2 separate regions of the Mus musculus genome follow, and region 2 is linked to region 1. Evidence: chromatin contacts called from public Hi-C data. All regions are on one chromosome and are shown on one strand. The core of a region is the stretch at or near the end of the contact, and the rest is flanking DNA. Distances in the headings are between cores, read along the strand shown. Region 1 has its middle 16 kb from the start of Pgc. Region 2 has its middle 5.8 kb from the start of Gm52308.

Evidence for each region. Hi-C and Micro-C count contacts between places; a contact is called where the count stands out from the background.
Region 2: a contact with region 1 is called in a Hi-C map of the G1E-ER4 cell line, with 4 times the contacts expected there. The contact joins two enhancer-like sites. A contact is called at or near these places in 1 of 39 promoter capture datasets (hippocampal neurons), 3 of 484 Hi-C or Micro-C datasets (all in the G1E-ER4 cell line) and 1 of 115 datasets of contacts at active chromatin or transcription factors (pancreatic cancer cells).

What each region holds. Positions count from the first base shown.
Region 1 is chr17:47,740,925-47,745,033 of GRCm38.p6, reverse strand. It overlaps a transcript of Tfeb not described here. Among named protein-coding and RNA genes, the nearest start is that of Pgc, 16 kb to the right of the region's middle. Within about 2 kb of position 1,888, at least 15 of the 459 cell types and tissues checked have an H3K27ac peak or open chromatin away from gene starts, as enhancers often do. A contact at or near this core is called in the G1E-ER4 cell line, where this site is marked.
Region 2 is chr17:48,276,121-48,280,229 of GRCm38.p6, reverse strand. No RefSeq gene overlaps it. Among named protein-coding and RNA genes, the nearest start is that of Gm52308, 5.8 kb to the right of the region's middle. Within about 2 kb of position 1,654, at least 11 of the 459 cell types and tissues checked have an H3K27ac peak or open chromatin away from gene starts, as enhancers often do. A contact at or near this core is called in the G1E-ER4 cell line, where this site is marked.

The DNA of each region.
Region 1 (4,109 bases), core at 639-3,138:
ATGTCATTAAGGGTGCCTGTTGCTTTTTCAGAGAAAACCTGAGTTTGGTTTCCAGCACTCAGCGCAGATAGGACACAACTGCCTGTAATTCCAACTCCAGGGTCTCTGATGCCCTCTCCTGGCCGAATTGGGTAACTGCACTCATAAGCACACATACCCATATATATAAACACACATTACTTAAAAAAAATAATAAAATACTGGCCGTGAGGTTGGTTCAATGAATACTCAATCACAAGGGCGGACCTATGTTCAATCCTACGGCCCGTGTAAAACTGTGGGATGTGATGGTCCAAGTTTATAATCCTAGGGCTAGAGAGACACAGAGGTTCACTGGCCAGCCAGTCTCCCTAAGAGGTGAGCTCCAGACAAAAGAAAGGTCCTGTCTGAAAGAAGGTGGACAGTGTTGCTGAGTGTGACACCCAAGGTTGTTCTCTGGTCTCTGCACACATAAACACACCTACGGGGACACACATACATACACACACACACACACACACACACACACACACACGGACACACACACGGACACGGACACGGACACGGACACGGACACGGACACAAACATAAAACCTGTGAAACTACTTAAACATGAGATGTGAAGCAGCGTGGCGACAGCTGATATGGTGTAGTCCCACTGGGGACTTTGCAGGCAGGCTTGGTGTCGGAGCTGTTGCCCTAGACTCCAGGGCCTAGAGAAAGGGCGTGGGAACCAGTAGGGCTTTGCTTTCATCCTGGGGCCCAAGCCCCACCCCAGAGACCGGGAGGCGGGGCTACTCTGTAAGAGCTCCCAGGTGATTCGAACCGCCAGCCAGGCCTGTCATGAGAGGGAAGGGTCCAATGGCCTCCTAGAAAGCTATGTCTTCATTGAAGGTCATGGCCGGGCAGTGGTGGCGCACGCCTTTAATTTGGGAGGCAGAGGCAGGCAGATTTCTGAGTTCGAGGCCAGCCTGGTCTACAGAGTGAGTTCCAGGGCTACAGAGAAACTCTGTCTCGAAAAACCAAAACAAAAAAACAAACCAAAAAAAATTTCTTTTTGGTGAAAGCAAGGAAGCCGGGAAGGCAGAAAGCACTTGAAGGAAGGATAGCTGAAACAAGAGCGTCGGGATCACTGCTTTCTACACACATCCTTCTCTGGGACTCCCACTGTATTGTAACTCTCAACAAGGTGGAATGCCCCCACCCCACCCCCAGCAAAACTGGCACGGCACTGGCCAGACTCCGTTCTCCTCTTCCTTATTCTCCCAGTTAAGACCAGGACCACGGTGAGGGTCAAGCTCTGGGAACTGTGTGAGGCTCTAGGTTTGATACCCCAGCATCAGAAGGGAGAAAATATGTGTATCTGTAATATATGTTAACAATACGTGTGTGTGTGTGTGTGTGTGTGTGTGTGATGAAACAATGATCCTGCCTGATCTTCTGCCTCTCTGGGCTGTCCTCCCATCTCCCCCGCTGCCAACCCACTCTACAGCAAAGCACTTCCTGTGGGTGAGATAAGTCTCGGTCCTTCCCTATCGCTGGGACGTTATCTCTGCCCTCAGCAAGAGGATCGGCGTCTCTGGTGCAGAGTGGAAGAGGAGGGCGGGCAGAGAGGGGAGGGAAGAGCCGTGCCTAGGACAGGGGATGCAGACCAATGTCCCACGGGGAAATTCAAGGGGTAGAGACACTCCCTGCCTGCCAAATCCCATGCAGTACCTAGTCAACTGAGGAGAACAAGCCCGGAATGGGAGATGGGGTTGTAGAGTGTAGCAGGGACTGTGGCCAGAGTCTGCAAAAAACCTTAGACATACAGGTATTTATTTTATAAGCATGGGTGAGTGTTTTGCCTGCGTGTGTCTGTGCACCACATGCATGCAGAGGCCAGGAGAGGGCGCTCAATTCCCTAGACCCAGAGTTAGAGATGGTTGTGAGTCACTGTATGTGCGCTGGGAATTGGGTGTGCTGGAGAGCAGGGTGCTCGCAAGACGTCCTGGAAGGTGGGGTTTTTTTTTTGGGGGGGGGAGTTGTTGGTTTTGTAGTTTTAATTATTTTTTTCTGTCATACAATACATCCCAACTGCAGTTTGCCCTCATGCCAGACCCTCTCCACCCCCACCCTCACCCCTACCCACCTCCTCTCCCCTGTACATTTCCCCCTCCCCCATTTCCCGTCAGAAAAAAATAGACGTCCCAGGGTGGGAGAGATGGCTCAGTGGTTACCAGCACTGGTTGCTCTTCCACACCCACACAGCAGCTCACAACTGTCTGTAACTACACTTCCACAGGCTCCAACACCCTCACACAGACACACATGCCATACATGCAGACAAAACAAATGCACATACAATAAAAATACTTTTTTTAAAAATTAAAAAAAAAAAACAGACCTCCCAGGGGTATCAACCCAACACAGCATAACAAGTTATAAAAAAAGACACGGCACAAACCCTCATATCAAGGCTGGACAAAGCAACCCAGTAGGGGAAAAAAAGTCCCAAAGAAGGCAAAAGAGCCAGAGACACTCCCACCCCCACCCCACTGTTAGGGGTCCTACAAGAACACCAAGCTACCCAATGCAGAGGCTGTGGCTCAGCCCCAGTCAGGCTCTGTGTTGTCAGTCAGGCTCTAGGAGCTTCCATCCTGTGAGCCATGTTCTCCTGACTCATCTCCTTGAGCCTTCTGGAACCTACAAGCCTTCCTCACCTAGAAGATGTTATATTTTAGGGTGTTAGATACATAGGGTGGCCTGTTGGAACCCTTAGTGCTATTTAAAGATATATTTATTTTATGCATATGAGTACACGCTGTAGCTGTCTTCAGACACACCAGAAGAGAACACCAGATCCCATTACAGATGGTTGTGAGCCACCATGTGGTTTCTGGGAATTGAACTCAGGACCTCTGGAAGAGCAGTCAGTGCTTTTAACCACTGAGCCATCTCTCCAACCCACCCTCAGCTTTTTAAAAAACTGTATGTACATGTGTGTGTAACTTTGGCAGGAGGTAGGGCAGAGTACGCATACCCGTGGAAGCTGAAGGAGGGTGTCGGGCCCCTGGAGCTGGAAATACAGGTGCTTGTGAGCTGCTCAACATGGGTGCCAGAGTCCAGACCTCTGGAAAAGTAGCAAGTGCTCTAACCACTGAACACTCTCTCCCAACCCACTCACTGATTTCCTTTTTAAAGACAGGGTCCCATGCTTCTCACACGGACCTCAAACTCACTCTCATAGCAGAGAATGACCTTGAACTTCGGATCCTCCTGCCTCTACTTCTCCAGGGCTGAGATTACAGGTGTGTGCCACCATGCCCAGCATATTTGGAACTGGGGATTAAACCCACGGCCTCCCACATGCCAGGTAAGTACTCTATTGTATCCCGGCCTTCCACAGCTCTCTTCCTCTTGAAGCACTGCAGGCTTCTGTTTCTCGTTTAGATGTACAAAATGACAAGATGAAAGAGCTTCGTGAGTTGAGTGAGTGTTTGTTATTTTAGTTCTCTGTGTATTCTGGGCACCGCCGCATTTGGCCCTTGCTCTAGGTTTCTCTAGGTAGGGCTAACAGAGTGTGCACTTCTTAGTCATGGAAACAGAGGCAGTGCTTGCTAAACAGCTTGCCTAGGATCCCATAGTGGGACATAGCAGTGTTAGGACTCCGAGACAGGCAGCCTGGCCCCCAGAGCCCAAAGTCCCAATGTTCACCCAGACCAAGTTACACTCAGTACAGTGCTAAATACATGGTGGCTGGGGTTAAATCCTGACGAAATGGGACACATGAGCCAGCTTTGGTTTCCAGGACTCCAACAGTCCCCAGGTCTTCTACCACCCACACCCTCCATTCTGAAGCCTCCTGTCCTGTCCGTGGGGCAGAGACCTGGAGCAAGTCTTTACTGGAGGGGGGCCCACCGATGATTAGTGCTTAGGCAAAAGGACACTGAGCAGAGCCAACTGGAGATGGTAAGTGGGGGCTCTGGAGCCTGGTCCTTTGACCTTGTGACTTTCTCAACCAAAGCTCTCACTGCCTTTCCTCCACATCTGATGAAACAAGTCCTTATGAGGGCGTCCTGTGGCTTAAAGGGCATGTTATCCACGGTCAAAGCCACATACCCAGAAGGCTGTGGGCACCTATCTCCTTA
Region 2 (4,109 bases), core at 405-2,904, 540 kb before region 1:
AGCAGTCATCAGGTCATGGATGTCCTTCCAGGAGATCTTGCTGTCCCTCAGGATGTGGTGTTTCCTCTGCCTCCTCCTTCTCTGTCCTTGACCTGCCAGTGAAAGGCAGGCCAGGTTGGTGAGGTGGTATCATTTCTGGTAGGAACTCAGATAGGCTTAGGCTGGTCCTGTGAGAAAACACAAATGAAACCCCTCCCAGATGTAAGGAGAGGGTCTTGTCCTTTCCAAATTCCATCCAAAAAGATCATCGTACTAGTATGGGGGAGTTAATTTTGGTCCGTGTCAATGGAGGGAGACAGGAGGATGTTTGGAGTTTTTGTAGATGTTAAATATGTTTAGAGTAGTCAGAGCCATCATTAGTTGTATTAGGGAGATAGGTGGTTGTCTTTTGTTTTAGAAGTTGAGCTTTTAGGGTTTGATGTGTTCTTTCTACTATTCCTTTACCCTGAGAGTTGTGGGGAATTCCCGTATGATGGGCAATTTCCCAATGTGTCCAGAAGGTTTTGAATTGAGAGCTAGTGAAGGCAGGGCTGTTATCAGTTTTCATGTGCTGAGGAATGCCTATGATGGCAAAGGTGGAGAGCACAATACTTTTTGAGTGTTCCACTGTAGCCCATATAAGATGTGAGTATGTAGCTATAGTAACAAAAACATGTTTTGGTCTACTGAATTGGGAAATATGGATGACATCAATTTGCCATAAGACATTGGATTTGAGGCTTCGGAGATTGGCGCCCATCACCTGTAAAGCTGGGGTGGTGATGAGGGATGCACAAGAGGAGCATGTCTTTATTGTCCTCTGGAGCTGAGCGAGGGGGTATGGGGGATGCAGGCATGAAGTTCCTTTACATTTGTGTGTATGTGAGTGAATGGAATTGGTCTGCTTGCTCAGTGGAGGCTACGAATGTTCCTGTTGAAGTGGTTTGATCAGCAAGAGCATTTCCCTCGGATAGCAGGCCTGGCAGGGGGCTGTGAGATCTGACATGCTGGATGTAGATGGGGGAGGCTCTTTCCTGTAAGAGGCAGCTTTATCAGAGTTATACAGGTTGAAGAGATAACAAGTTAGATATATGAAGACTCAACAAACCAGTGAGAGACCAAATTCTTTAAGTTCAGACTCCATTTTAGAGAACTTGAACTTGGGTAAACTAACAGGCTGGTACCTAGCATTAGTTTCCAACTTACCCACCCCTCCCCAACAAAATCCGAGCCTAGCGCCAGTTTCTAGGCTAACCCCAACAAGACCTGTGTCTCCAGGTTAATTTCCCTCAACAAATCCAGCATTTTCACAGTAATCACCAGCAAGCCCTGCTCTCTTCCTAACACTCACCAGTGCAGAAACAGAAATTAAGTTTATGGTTTGATTCCCAGCACGAACCAATTATGCTAAAGGCCATGGGTTGGTTTTTTTTGTTGTTGTTGTTGTTTTGTTTTGTTTTGTTTTTGGCTTCACTAACACTTCCTTGGCACTACAAGGAAGGAGCCAGGAGATTGGAAGAGATTGCTAGTGTTAGTTTGTGGCCAAGCAGAACAATTCAGGAGAGACAGACAACAGGTTGAATCAGTCATCTTAGAGAAGAGGTCTGAGCTAGCACAGCTGAGTTGAGCCATCCAGCTGGAACTCAGAAAGAAGTAGAAAGGAGGAACTTACTCAGCAGTAAGTCACAGAGACAGAAAACATTCTCAGCTTAGAATAGATTTCACAGAGGCTGGAAGCTTCCAGGACTAGGCCTAGGTTAGCAGATGGAGGGAGGGAGCCTCCAAGATGACAGCTACAGCAGAAGAATCATAGTTATTTTTACAAATGTCCTCTGAGCCTTGGGGCAAGGGATTCATATAGATGTCCCATCCAGGGCTCAGTGTGAGGAGTGGGTGTGGCAGCAGTCCCAAGATGGCGCCTGGGACTGCAGCTAAGTCTTATGACTTGCACCTGACTTCCTCATACACCTGAAAATAAGCCACGACCATCGTGAGAGCTGCGCAGGTGCACCATGATGCTGGCGGTGTAAACAAGTCCATATTTGGTGGAGACGTGCCCCTGCCGCCCTGATTGGCTGAAGCTGCATGCCTGGTGAGGTGATGTGGCCTGCCGTGAGTAGATGGGGGCTGAGTGCATTTAAGCAGGGCTCCCTGGGCACCCGGGCACCTTCGAGGCGTTCCTGCAATAAAGGCTATTGAGAAGAATCCGACTGTGTCGTGTCGTTCTTATGAAGGCAGCTTTGACAACATGACCAGGTAGCAGAGCAACACCAATGGGTTCTTCCCACCGTAGGAATCCCTACTGGTGTCATGGCTGGTGGCAAAATGACCCATCAAAGGATGAGAATGAAAACTCAGTTCAGCCCAACTTAGCTGAGTTGGATCAGATTCCAGGAGTCTGATGCCCCTGTCAGCATATTTGAACACGGTATGATTTGGAAAAAAAGTTCCCTGGTATAATGCAGCCCCCGGGTGCACAAGGAGGCATAATTACTTCAAAACCCAACTCAAAGTACATGTCATTTCTTCCAAGAAGATGCGTCCTAGAGATATGTATTTAGCTTAAGGGCCTAGGGAAGGATCTGGCATGGTCTCGGTCATACAGATATCATTTGGGCTATTAGCCACCTCAATCCTGGTTGAGCTCCTGGTTATATAGATAATGTAAGAATCATTTAGACTATTAACTATCTCCAGCCTTGGTTGTGGAGGCTTGATATGGCCTGACCCGACAGACCACCAAGCTGTTAATCACCTTTAATTCCTAGCCCTCTACATGGAAAAATAGGTCGTGCTTCCTTTCCTTTGGAAAGAGAATCCTGCATGCTTAATATTTCTGGTTTCCTTGGTAATTTGTGGGCACAAAACCTTCATGCTCCCAACATCCCTGCATTTGCTTCTTGGATGACCAATCCACAGATGGTTCTGCGTACTTCCTGTAGATGCACAGTAAGTATGATCTCTGGTTGACTAGTAGTGTTTAGGGAACAACGCTGGAAGCACCAGCAGCTTAGATTCTGAAATCCTACCAACTCCTCTGGGTATAGATTCTAATCCACACGTGGGTTTCAAGGACAATACGATGAAGATGTTCCCCACAGAACTGTTTGCACTGTGACAATGAGAGGGCAAGACATCACACAAACCCTGGGTCCAGCAGTCTCCCCCGATGGAGAGCATGCACGCAGTAGAGTATGCATCAGCATTGGAAAACAGTAGCCTGGGCATCTGCACCCAGCAATGAGCAAAAGAAATAAATATATGGGGGAAAGTATACTGTATTATTTTATAGATGTTAGTAATATAGACACAGAGTCTAGAAAGATAGTTCACTGTTCTTGCAAGGGACTGGTGTTCAGTTCCCAGCATCTCACAACTGCCTGTGACTCCAGCTCCAGGGGATCTGATGATCTCCTCTGGTCTCTAAAGGCATAGCACTCATGTACGCACATGCGCGCGCGCACACACAGAGTCAAAAAGAAATACAGTCACAAGGGGGAAATGCCTCTTTTTTTTGTAAGGCATCAGTCACATTCAGGATTACATACCAAATGCATTTGAGTAGTGACCTTGGTTTGAAGAAATCAAGTGGAAATAAAAAATGAGAATGTAAAAGGAGTGAGTATAGGCTTAGACTTTTCTAAACCTACATTATTTGGGGTTCTAGAATGCTCTAAATTCCCTTCTAGTCCACTGACCAGAGAGTTAGTGGGAAAAGAAGGCTTATGGGAAAAGGAGGTTGTGGACCTTCTTAGATGTAGTTCTTTGGGGTGATTCACTCTTCGTTGTTAGGACACCAATAGTTCGGTACTAATAATAGCCAATTATATACTCAAATTGATCCTGGCAGTGGTGGCAGCAGTGGCAGCAGTAGCAGCAGCAGCAGTGGCAGAAGTAGCAGCAGCAGCAGCAGCAGCAGCAGCAGCAGCAGCATTCCTTACTACCCCTCCCTAATGTTCTGAGTTCTCAAATGAAACACACACACACACAGTCCTTATATTTTGATATGCCTAAATCAGCTTAATGGCTGGGCCACTTACTAACCTCCACATGGTTAATCCACCTCCCTTCAATATTCCCAAGTTGTCACATACTAAACCCTATGTTCCATCTTTGCTGCCCTCGCCCTC